2 separate regions of the Hordeum vulgare genome follow, and region 1 is linked to region 2. The links are chromatin contacts, called in public Hi-C maps. All regions are on one chromosome and are shown on one strand. The core of a region is the stretch at or near the end of the contact, and the rest is flanking DNA. Distances in the headings are between cores, read along the strand shown. Region 1 has its middle 14 kb from the start of LOC123439652. Region 2 holds the start of LOC123443188 (jasmonoyl--L-amino acid synthetase GH3.3-like).

What was found. A called contact is a pair of places that touch in the nucleus more often than the background predicts.
Region 1: a contact with region 2 is called in a Hi-C map of leaf, with 2.5 times the contacts expected there. The contact joins the enhancer-like site here to the promoter of LOC123443188 in region 2. A contact is called at or near these places in 3 of 6 Hi-C or Micro-C datasets (leaf and seedling) and 1 of 1 datasets of contacts at active chromatin or transcription factors (embryo).

What each region holds. Positions count from the first base shown.
Region 1 is chr3H:119,477,094-119,483,143 of MorexV3_pseudomolecules_assembly, reverse strand. No RefSeq gene overlaps it. Among protein-coding and RNA genes, the nearest start is that of LOC123439652, 14 kb to the left of the region's middle. Within about 2 kb of position 4,238, at least 3 of the 3 cell types and tissues checked have open chromatin away from gene starts, as enhancers often do. A contact at or near this core is called in leaf and seedling, where this site is marked.
Region 2 is chr3H:119,335,656-119,341,194 of MorexV3_pseudomolecules_assembly, reverse strand. It overlaps LOC123443188 (jasmonoyl--L-amino acid synthetase GH3.3-like), which reads left to right and starts at 4,094. Exons shown (of 5, transcript XM_045119484.1): 1 at 4,094-4,483; 2 at 5,065-5,451. The coding sequence starts at 5,156.

The DNA of each region.
Region 1 (6,050 bases), core at 2,989-5,488, 140 kb before region 2:
ACTGGAGAAAAAACAAAGCTGAAACCGTAGAAGAGGCAAGAAGGGCAGCGTTAGATGCTTGTAGAAATGATGATGTGCTAGTTGCATTGACAAGCTTGATTCCACATATGGTCAGTTGGGTGCAACTAAACCCAAACCGCCCCCAATGGATTTCCCCTTGCCCAGCTTTATCGGGAGCAAGTCATTGAACTTTGCACCCACACCCTTACCTGCTATGACAACTGCAACCGCACCTATTCCAGTAGGACCGCCTGCTCCAACACCTGCACCCTCTAATAACAACCCATGCTCATCTCTGGCTTAAATGTTGGGCCGTCAACATTGGCCGAGCTCGATGCCCTCACGGTAAACACACATCGCATGCTCATCAACATAACTAACTAATCTTCAGCTCCGGTTGCCTTTCAGGTCTCTCACACCGCACACATGTCTTTGCAGACTCACTCCATTCCATGCACCCTCCTCTACCACATGAACGATGGGTTGGTGGTTGTGGGGAACACTATTATAATGAAGCACAAGGATGGCTTGTTCCATGGCTGGCAGATGTCTGATAACGCCTCAAGGGTCTCTGTGGCGAGTGTGGTACAGGGCTACGAGGGTTTATATCTTGCCGAACAAATCGGTGCCCACGATGATGAGACATCGATGCAGCTTGGCAAATACAAAAATTGGACGATCCTATGGCCGAAGAATTTTCTTTGTTTGGAGGTGGTCGGGAGCACACCAACGAGACCTGAGCAAGGTATGACCACAACCCCACCTACGCAATTACGACCACAGTCTATGCTGCTGGGTGAGGGCGAGCGACGTGAGGAAGGGGGTCCAACCGTTTCAGCGCTGGTTGATGATGTCGCCCACATGGATGAGGATATGAATCATGACATGGAGGACGAGGACCGTCTCAAGTGGCTCAAAACCGGCGCCTATGAGGACGTAGCGATGAGCCAGCCATAGGAGCAATAGTCGGAGCCGGAACGTCCTTGGGAGTGCAAGAAGTCTTTGTTCCTGCAAGCCTCACATGACAACCATCCAGATGTCGCCTCAACCCAAGCCCAACTAAGCCAAGGTCATGCAATGCTGAGACCGACGACACTGCGGGCGGTGGTTAGACATGGTATGGCAGACCCACCAGCACATGATCCCACCAAGAAGAAGTAGAGGAAGAGACCGACGGAGAAAATCCCAGTTTCTGCCAAAGTGGTTTCTAGCAGCGAGCCGCCTACGCACACCCGGGTTGAAGACAATGTACTGATCAAAGGTGCACCATCTATCCATATCGCGGGGCAACCAATATTATCGGAGGATGTGCTAGCCACCATAACAGGGGATCTCGGGAGAGTGCATGACCATGTGTTATCGACGGATAAAAGCCTTCTCTCCTCGAATGATCTAGGATACCCGCTTAATACGGTTTATGTGTTGTCTCATGGCAAGGAGTACATCCATGACTACCCTGCAGACATGTTTTTCCTGTGATTTGACTACATCTTCGAGATGTTACTAATGAGGCGACTCGGTTTGGCATACATTCGTCTTTTTGCGCTTCAAATGAACTACATCGTCAGGAGAGAGAAAATTAGTAGTATTGCGGTCGCGGACCAGTACTACATGCGTGACGACTTCTTCTCAGTCTGTGAAGCCAACCGTAAATATGCGACGAAATACATCAAAGAGTTCATGGTCAACAATAAGCACAAGGAAGTGATTCTCGTACCTTATCATCTCTGATAAGTCATCCGTAGATAGCCACTATAACACATACACACTTTCGTGCATTTCAATCATTACTTTACACGCATGAATACTAACTTAATCGTGTATTTATTTTGCCCAGCCACGAGAGTGACATTCTCATCGTTCTTTACCCATGTTGGTCCTGCCCTCTGTATTTGGACCCGTCCATGACCATAAAGAATAAAGATTACACATACATCAAGTATGTTATGGATAGAGCTCTCGTGGGCTTCAGCATGTGGGGTGGCTTCCTTGAATTCAAGAAGACGTTTAGGGGCACGGTGTGTTTCAGCCATAAGACTAACTTCTATTGCGTCCAGCGATCGACAACAAGTAATAAGGATGGATTCTACGTCATCCATCTAATGCTGGAGTACAGAAGGGATCAACAATCACTTCGCATGACATCTTAATCTGATACCCATATCCAGAGATGGCCCAAAGCCTTAGAAAACGTACCAGATGGTCGACTACGTAATGACTTCTACCACATCCAGCAGGAAATTGTGTCGATCATCATGAAAGACGTCACTTAAGAGAATGGGATGCTCTACGGCGGTCCAATATCACGGCATGACGTCCGCACCCGCATAGCCCTACTACGCGAGGACAACACGCCTTTCAACAAGCTTGGGTGCATCCTCTCTGATATGGATGGATGGCACGAGTGCACTGCTTAAATTCATTATGACACTCTGTCTGTTTAGTTGTTACTTTCTCTACAACCAAAACTTTGAATTTATCTGTACGACGTAACTATTAAATATAAGCGCTACCGCACTCTAGTTAGTTAGTTTGGGTACAGTGAATTTCGTTAACTATGTTTATGTTGCTTCTATTTGCTAACTCTTTCTCTCCGCAGGCCGACGTCGTATATTATGTTGCATATTATCGTTGAATTCACTGGATGATATATGCATCTCTGACAGGTATATAGATCATCGATGGAGAGGTGGTATGCCATGTACATAGGGAGAGTTCCGGGATTGTACGAGGAGCAGACAGAGTGTCAGGCCCAAATGCATCGCTTCCCAGGCGGCAACCAGAAAGGGTTTGATAGTAGAATTGAGGCGGAAGCTAGTTACTTGAGGTGGATGCTAGCGCGAGAGAGAAATCAAAACCGATGCATTAAGAACTACTACATAATCTTGCTTTTGCTCATCGTGGTCGGTCTTCTCTTGTATGCGATCAGATCATAGCTAGGTTACATAGATGATGAAACATGAGTATGCCCATGGTTAGTTGCATGTATTCGAGACTTGTAATAACCTGTATCGATATCTCTTCGAAACTTGTAATAACGTGCTCGACCATTAGTGATGATGATGAGATGAGATGAAAGACCACCTTTTATTCATCGATGCCGACAATTAGACATTTTGGTATCGTATCTGTTTTGGTGAATATGCATGTTCTTATTGTATAGAAGTTGTATTTGTTTCAATAGAGCGAAAACCGCCAAAAAACATAATAAAAACTAGCAGTAACGCTCGTCCTAGGTTTACCAACAACATGTGTTTAACAGTAGCGCTCCTGACACATGCGCGCTGCAGATAGTTAGTTGTAGCGTTAGTATAAGGAACGCTAGTAATATAGGATATTACCGATAGTGTTGGGTAGAAAGCGCGCTACTGCTAAAAAATAGTTGTAGGACCGTAGATGTAGTGCACCTGCCAGCACTACTGGTAGGGTTTTCCCTAATAGTGGTGGCATTGACCATTGAGCCACATGTGTTGGCACCTAGTTCAAAATCAAATGATCTCTTTACGAAGAAACTTTGTGACTTGCTAGCCAACGCGGAGGTTGCTAGACCTGGTTTGAGCAGATGGATTGCTTGCCTCCTGACTGGGATGCTAATATGGGGTCAAGAAAAAAGGTGGGCAAAGGCAAAAATGGTGCCAAAGGCAAGACGTCTCTCGCTACTTGATCGTGTTGTCGTTGCGGGTTGGGAGATGGCTCATAATTTATGAATGTTATGTATTGAGAGAGTGTGGCAGACTATTTGTGCGGTTATGGGGTTTCATTGCTTGTGAATAGCTTGTTTGTGCTCCATTTGTATTGATTTTTATCGGGCTTCTGTTAATTAACTTGATAAATTTTTTTCTTGATGAATTAATGAGGCAAAAATTCCGACTTACAAAAAAAGAACCTAGGACTTGACTGAAAAGCTGTGCCTACTTGAGTACTACTGATACTTGACGTAGGACGGCCCAGAGTGTGGACGATGGACAGATAACCAGCAGCAAATGATTATCAATCAAAGGAAAAAAAGAGAGGTAAATTGTCTTATCGTTCACATCTGGTCAGGCGAATAATTATATTCTGCTGAATGTGCTGGCTTGGGCAGATGCATGCATTTTCCAGAGATGATTTGGCTTGTTTAGTTTTTCTTTTTCTTTTTTCTAAACCGAAGCAAGCTGTTTTGGTCGTTTGTACACGACACTGCTCAGTGAGCAGCACCCAGCGGCCGTCTACTCTACGCAGCACCCACTGTACAGTACTGCACTGCAACCAACCTGGGTTCGGGGAGTCGGGGTCTTGGGGTCGACGCTTGGGGCATGCCAGGACCACATGGCAGTGCGGACATGCAGAAAAAAAAACCACGACCGAGAGGCGAGAGACACGAGCTGCACCGTGCCGATTCTCCTGTGGGGAAGTCTTCTTCTCGTCGCCGGCCGCGCCGCATGTCACAGCACAGTCGCATCATCTCGAACGCAAGAAAGCCCGTCGCACAAAAGACAAACCCGGCATGGCCCTCCTGGCTCCTGCGGCAGCCGGTCGGCTCCGTCTCCGGCCCCGGGCAGGCAGGCGATGATGCCACTGGAGAGGTACCGTTCGCTGTATGAGTGTGTGGAGCAGAAACGCTGCACCGTCGAGGCAATACCCACAGGGTTCCTGTCTCTGAGCAGTCATCTTGTGTCTGCTTTTCATGTTGTGCCGACAGCACGGTATGCCGTATCACAGTGGGACGACTATTTTTTCTTTTAAACAAGTCAATTTTTTTAACGCCAATAACGTCCACGCGTGTATGGAATGACGTTCGCTCACACATCTATAACACATAGATTATGTCACGTCATCGCATGCGTGTGAAAAAATCTTTTTGAATTTTCAGTTTTTAAACTATTTTATGTCTTAAATGAAAATTTTAATTATAGATTTTTTTTCATCGTTAAATCCATCGCGACGAGATCTTCGAAATTAGATCTCGTATTAATATGTTTCGGTGTTTTTTTTGAATTAAAAGTTGTCATGTGTATTGCACATGAATTGACATGATGTTTACACTGAAGTTGTCATGATATGTTTAGCTATTTTTTGTTCTATCTTTAAAAATAAATTATGACATATTATAAAACGAAGAATTAAGAAACTAGACTTGCCGTGAACCATAAACTAAAATGAATTAAAACAAATTAACACAATACACACGTAAGCGCTTATACATATGCGTATATACTCACATGATAAATTACGTAAATTTTTCATGATACATGCACTTAAATTTGCCATGGTTCATAAAAATAATAATTTCCATGGTGAGAGTACTGAAATTGTCATGGTCAAAATACTAAAATTGCCATGATCTATAAACTAAATTTGCCATAATGGATTATTAAAAATTGTCATGATCCATACATCAAATTTGCCATGATTAATTACTAAAAATTGTCATGATCAATTAATAAAAATTGCAGGAAAAAGTAGTTGAAAATATAACGATAGCTTTAAATATAGAAGAAAAAAAGATAGAACATGTCATGGCAATTTTAGTGTAAACACTATAACAACTACAGTATAAACATCATGGCAACTTTTGGTCATTTTTTTCATCGAAACATATCAACATGGAATTTAGTTTAGAAGACCTCGTCGAGACGGATATAATGGTGAAAACGGATTTTTAATTCAATTTTTAATTAGGAGATAAAACATTTCTAAGCTGAAACAAAAAAGATTACCGTTGATGTCATCTGTTTTGACGTGACAAAAATAGATGGTAATGAAGGCGTTTGGGTCATGTTGCTTCGTGCCACACGTGTGGACATTAACATTAACGAAAATTTTATCATTTTCATTAATTAAGGAAAAGGTTTAGACAAGAACCGCTAAGTGGTAAAAATAAAAGATTATGCTCGCGACATCAATGCACTCAGATGTTTGGCTCCTGCCAATGCCCAAAGATGGGCCTCCTCTTTGATCTTAGAGACGATAATGATTGTCAGTGAAGCCGTATTGTGAAAGACTCGCGTTTCGCTTCTTCTAAATTTCCCGCATGACAAGCATCACAACAAAGACTAAAGCTTTCTTGA
Region 2 (5,539 bases), core at 2,845-5,344:
ACCTAAATACTGCGTTATCCTGAGTTACTTGGTGGACGCAATCACACAACTCATTTTTTATTTTATTTTTTGTTTTTTGTTTTGAGATTAGATCGGCTTCACTTTCGCTAGCCATGAGGGCATAAACGTAAATCAAAACGTTCCCAAATTCAGCTTCTCCATTTCCAGCCATGGATAGAACTGGACAGCAAATTTTCCACGGTATTAAAGCAGCTCCAATCACACGATCTATTTTCTCCGCGCGCGTCGGTTTGGATAGTCGCACATAGAAAACACCATCTAACCTGTTAACCTAAACGAACGTGCATCCGTTTTTCGTCCGTCCGCGACTCATTCGAGCCTCAAATTTGGATCGGATTTCCATCGGCACGGAAACGGGACAAACACGTACTACGCTCGCCTTGTTTTCCCCTCACCCGCTAGTCGGTGGCACAAAGACCATTCTAGTATTTTCCCTTCCCCTCCAACGCTTCCGCCTGCCCCGCCTCCCACTTTCGCCATCGTCGCCACCGATCGGTAGATTGACCCCTCCCGTCAGCCTCATCCCCCGTGCCACTGTCCCCGCCGCCCAGCTCCACTTCTTTGTCTCAGTGGGTCGTCCATGATCACCTTAGTATGGAGCAGCCACAGTTTAGGGGCTCCATGCCGGAGCACACGTCCGTGCTGAATCGCAACCGGGAGAGTGGTCATTTCCTCCTTTGAAAGGATTACTTCGAGACCCCAAACCCGCTCTACAAATATCACATGTTTCGACACCGTTTTCATATGGCTAGGCATGTATTCAGACGTATTCGGGAGGGGTTGGTCGAGTACGACAACTATTCGAGAGCAAGAGGGACTGTCTTGGAAAGATTGGATTCTTCTCTTATCAAAAATGCACTATCGCAATTCAGATGCTTGCATACGCAGTTCCCTATAATCTCATGTCATTGATGAGTATGTACGAATGAGTGAGTCCACATGCCTTGAGTCCACGTATAGCTTTCGCAAATCTATCATAGTTGTGTATGGGTTGGAGTACTTGAGAGAGCCAACTACTCCTGATACAACACGGTTGCTAGCAATGAATGCTAGCACGGGGTTCCCGGGGATGCTTGGTAGCATATACTGCATGCACTGGAAGTGGAAAAATCTCCCTTCTGCTTGGTAGGACGATTATAAGGGTCATGTTCGAGCTTGCACTGTCATACTTGAGGTCGTAGCTTTTCAAGATCTCTGGATTTGGTACTCTTTCTTCGGCATGGCCGGATCTCACAACGATACCAATGTGCTCCAGCGCTCCCATGTGTTTGCTAAAATGGCAGAAGGCAATTGCCCGAAGGTCAATGTTGAGATCAATGGCCATCAATACACCAATGGATACTATCTACCTGAGGATATCTATTCATAGTGGTCTACTCTTCTGAAGACAATCTCCAACCGTGTAGAAGAGAAGAGAAAGAGATTTTCCCAAGAGGAAGAGAGCGCTCACAAAGATGTAGAGTGTGCTTTTGGTGTTCTTCAATCTCGATGAGCATCGTTCAGTATCCCGCCAGAACTTAGAACACCAAAAAGTTATGGAAGGTGATGACAACCAACATGATTATGCACAACATGATCGTAAAGGATGAGCGCCCAAAACGTCTCTATGATCAAGTGTTTCAGTTTCAACGTGACAATGTCGAAGGGGTAATGTTTGCACAGTTCGTCGAGTTCCATCAAAAGATGCGTGATTGGAAAACTCACACGCAACTACAAATGATTTGGTTGATCATGTGTGGATTCAAGTCGGCGACCAATATATGTATCGGCAATATTTATTTTTAGACGTATTTGAAATAATTTATTTTATAAACTATGAGATATTTATCCAACTTAAAATTTTAAATGTATTTAAAACAATTTAATGTTTAGCTGTGTTTTTATTTAACATACATAACAAAAAAAAAGGTTGCAAGCATGCCCTGTGGATGAAAAATGGGTCGAGCGGATCGGACGCCTGGTCGACCAAAACGAAAAAAAATGGGTAAGTGGCTGCGGGCTCGGGCGGGCCCCGGCTGCTGAGGGAGGAGAGAGGAGGTGGGGGCTGTGCTAGGGTTTGAGGGGTGGCACGGTAAACGAGGGAGAGAGAGGGTTTAGGTCCATATTAGGAAGGGGGGTTGTTTTAATAGGGAAGGTGGGCTAGGTTTAGGAGTTTTTCGCCCCGGTTTCAACCGCACGATCGGAATTGAACGGTCTCGAATGCGGGACGGGCTAAGTGGTTGTGTAGAGTGGCTAGCCGGAGACAAGAGGGAAATGGAGCGGCGCGGCATCGCGATTTAAAACACCGAAACACGTCTGACGAATAACCGAATGCGGTGCCGCTACGGTCGACCGTTCGGGTACCAGTCAGACTCCGATTGCGACGAAAATTGGCAGGCGGCCTACCTACAACTAAATAAGACCGCACGCCAAGTTTCAACCAAATCATAGAAAGTTTTATTCACACTTTTAAAAACAAGATTTAAACGATGCCATAGGCGCGTGCGTCTGTGGTTGGGCTCAAAACGGGCAACGACGAACGCGGAGAGAACCTGCAACTAATAACGGATGAAAGTTTTGAAAACTGACAGCAGCGGGATGCCGATGCAATGCAGATGATGCGCATGATGCGATGATGATGCGACAAATAAAATAATCACACGGCAGCAACAGAATAAAAGGGGAACCTTCTGGAGCATCGGTCTCGGGCGGTCACAGACTGCCTTGGAAAGATTGGCTTCTCCTCTTATCAAAAATGCATTGCTGCCATTTGAATGCTTGCATATGGAGTTTTTGGTGATCTCCTTGATGAGTATGTCTGAATAAGTGAATCCACATGCCTCGAGTCCATGTATAGGTTTTGCAAAGCCGTCATAGTTGTGTTTGGGTCCTAGTACTTGAGAGAGACAATTGTTGCTGATATAGCACGGTTGCTGGCAGTGAATGCTAGCAGGGGGTTCCCGGGGATGCTTGGTAGCATAGACTGTATGCACTGGAAGTGAAAAAATGCCCTTCCTCTTGGCACAACTAGTATAAGGGCCATGTGCGAGCTTGCACTGCCACACTTGAGGCCGTGGCTTCCCAAAATCTTTGGATTTGACACTCTTTCTTCGACATAGCCCGATCACACAACGATATCAATGTGCTCCGGCGCTCTCCTATGTTTGCTAGGATGACAGAAGGCAATTGCCCGGAGGTCAATGTTGAGGTCGGTGGCCACCAATACACCAATGGATACTATCTAGCTCACGATATCTATCTGTAATGATCTATTCTTGTGAAGACAATCTCCAACCCTACAAAAGAGAAGATAAAGAGATTATCCCAAGAGCAAGAGAGTGCTCGCAAAGATGTAGAGTGTGCTTTTAGTGTTCTTCAATTTCGATGGGGCATCGTTCGGTATCTCGCCGGTACTTGCAGCACCAAAAAGTTGTGGGAGGTGATGACACCCTGTGTGATCATGCACAACATGATAGTAGAGGATGAGCGTCCAGAATATCTGTGTGATCAAGGGTTTCAGTTTCACCATGACAATGTTGTGCCTGAGCATGTTGAAGGGACAACCTTTGCACAGTTCGTCGAGTTTCATCATAAAATGTGTGATTGAAAACTCACATGGAGCTGAAAAATGATTTGGTTGAGCATATGTGAATTCATGTCGCCAACCAATAGATGTATCGACAACATTTTCTTTTAGATGTATTTAAAACTATTTAATTTTTTATTTATCTTGTAAACTATAAGATATTTATTCAATTTAAACTTTTAAATGTATTTCAAACAAATGTTTAGCTATATTTTAATTTATAACATATCTAATAAAAATTTAGAAAAACTACAAAAATGGATTGAGGCGTTAGACACACGATCGATCTAAATAAAAAAGATTGACATGTCGAGCCAAACAGATAAAACACGAAAAAAAAAAGCACACAATCAATATAAATGAAAAAGATTAACATGTCGAGCCAAACAGGTAAAACACGGACAAAAAAACGCATCCGTTTGGACCGCTTGGTTGGAGTTGCTCTTACTGCAGCCCCGTCGTGTCTGGACCGCTTGGTTGGGGTTGCTCTTACTGCAGCCCCGTCGTGTCATGCCACAGGAAGAAGAAAAGGCGATCATGTCCCGTCAACGATAACCCATGGCAAAAAATCACTGGTTCCTCTGTAGCACACCGCCACTCCCCCAGTCCCGCTCGCACACAGACGAGACACAGGTTTCACTCCGTCGAGGTCGATCGAGCGCGTGTGTGTATATATGCCACTCGCGTCCCCTACTCCTCGCCGTACTCTCCACTCCGCACTGCGCGCTGCCCGCTCCGTGTGTGTGTCCTCTCCTCTCCTCGCGCCTAGGTGTTTGAGCGGAGGGGCAAAAGGACGGAGACGCGGGCGCCTCGCCTCCTCCCCGCGCCGTGCTTTGTCCGTTGCCGCGGCGCGACTAGCCGCCGTCGTCTTCCCGGCCCCGCGGCGGACGCCCCGAGGTGAGTGGGCGGGCTCCAGCTCGTGTTTTCTTTCTCGGCTTCCCCAGCTGTTCTTTGTCTCTTGCGTCGTCCCTTTGCTCCGCTCTGCTCTGCTCTTGGCTCCTTCCCCGCAGCTCGTCTCGTCTCCGCAGACTCCTCTCATCATTTTGCGTGAGAGAGATAGATAGATAGATAAAATAAGCGGAAGAATAGAGAGGATTGTTGGATCTTTGTCTCTGGGCTGGACTGATTTAGCGAGCAGAGTTCGAGGCCTCGGTCTTAGTTTCACCTCACGGACAGCGAGGAGCACACCGGCAGACCTGTGGCCACTGTTTCCGGCGCTCTCTTCTCACGATCCTCTCCTCTCGTTTGCCCCCTTGCTGTTTCGTTTTGTTTCGTCGAAGAGGCAAAGAAAAGTCCCGCTGTCAATTTTTTGTCCTGCTCGAGCTTTTTATCCAAAAGAGGACACGAGCGATGCCGGAGACAAAAAATCTCCATCGCTGACGTCACCTTCTTCTTCTTCAACAGTCGAAACTTAGCCCCACTCCTCCATGTTTTTGACTTGGTTTCGGCTCTTCTTCCTGTTGTTGTTTTGGTTGTAGCGGCTCGCAGCAGGTTGGAACTGGAACCCAACTGAGGTAGAGAGCATCACTCCATCAGTGGTGGTGATTCGATTCCGCGAGCAGCAGCAAGATGTTGGAGAAGAAGGCCGGCGAGTTCAGCGGCGAGATGGTGATCGCCGAGTTCGAGCGGCTGACACGTGACGCCGACATTGTGCAGCAGGAGACGCTGCGGCGGATCCTTGCCGAGAATGGCGCCACCGAGTACCTGCAGCGGCTGGGCCTCGCCGGCCGCACCGACCCCGCCAGCTTCAAGGAGTGCGTGCCGCTCGCCACGCACGCCGACCTTGAGCCCTACATTGACCGCATCGTCGACGGCGACGCCACGCCCATCCTCACCGGCAAGCCCGTCACCTCCATCTCGCTAAGGTTGGTCGCTCCTTGCCACTTGCCAATCAAGGCTCCTACCCTACGGCTTAGCTCCTCTTTATACAAGCTCTCCTCAAGGATTGATCAT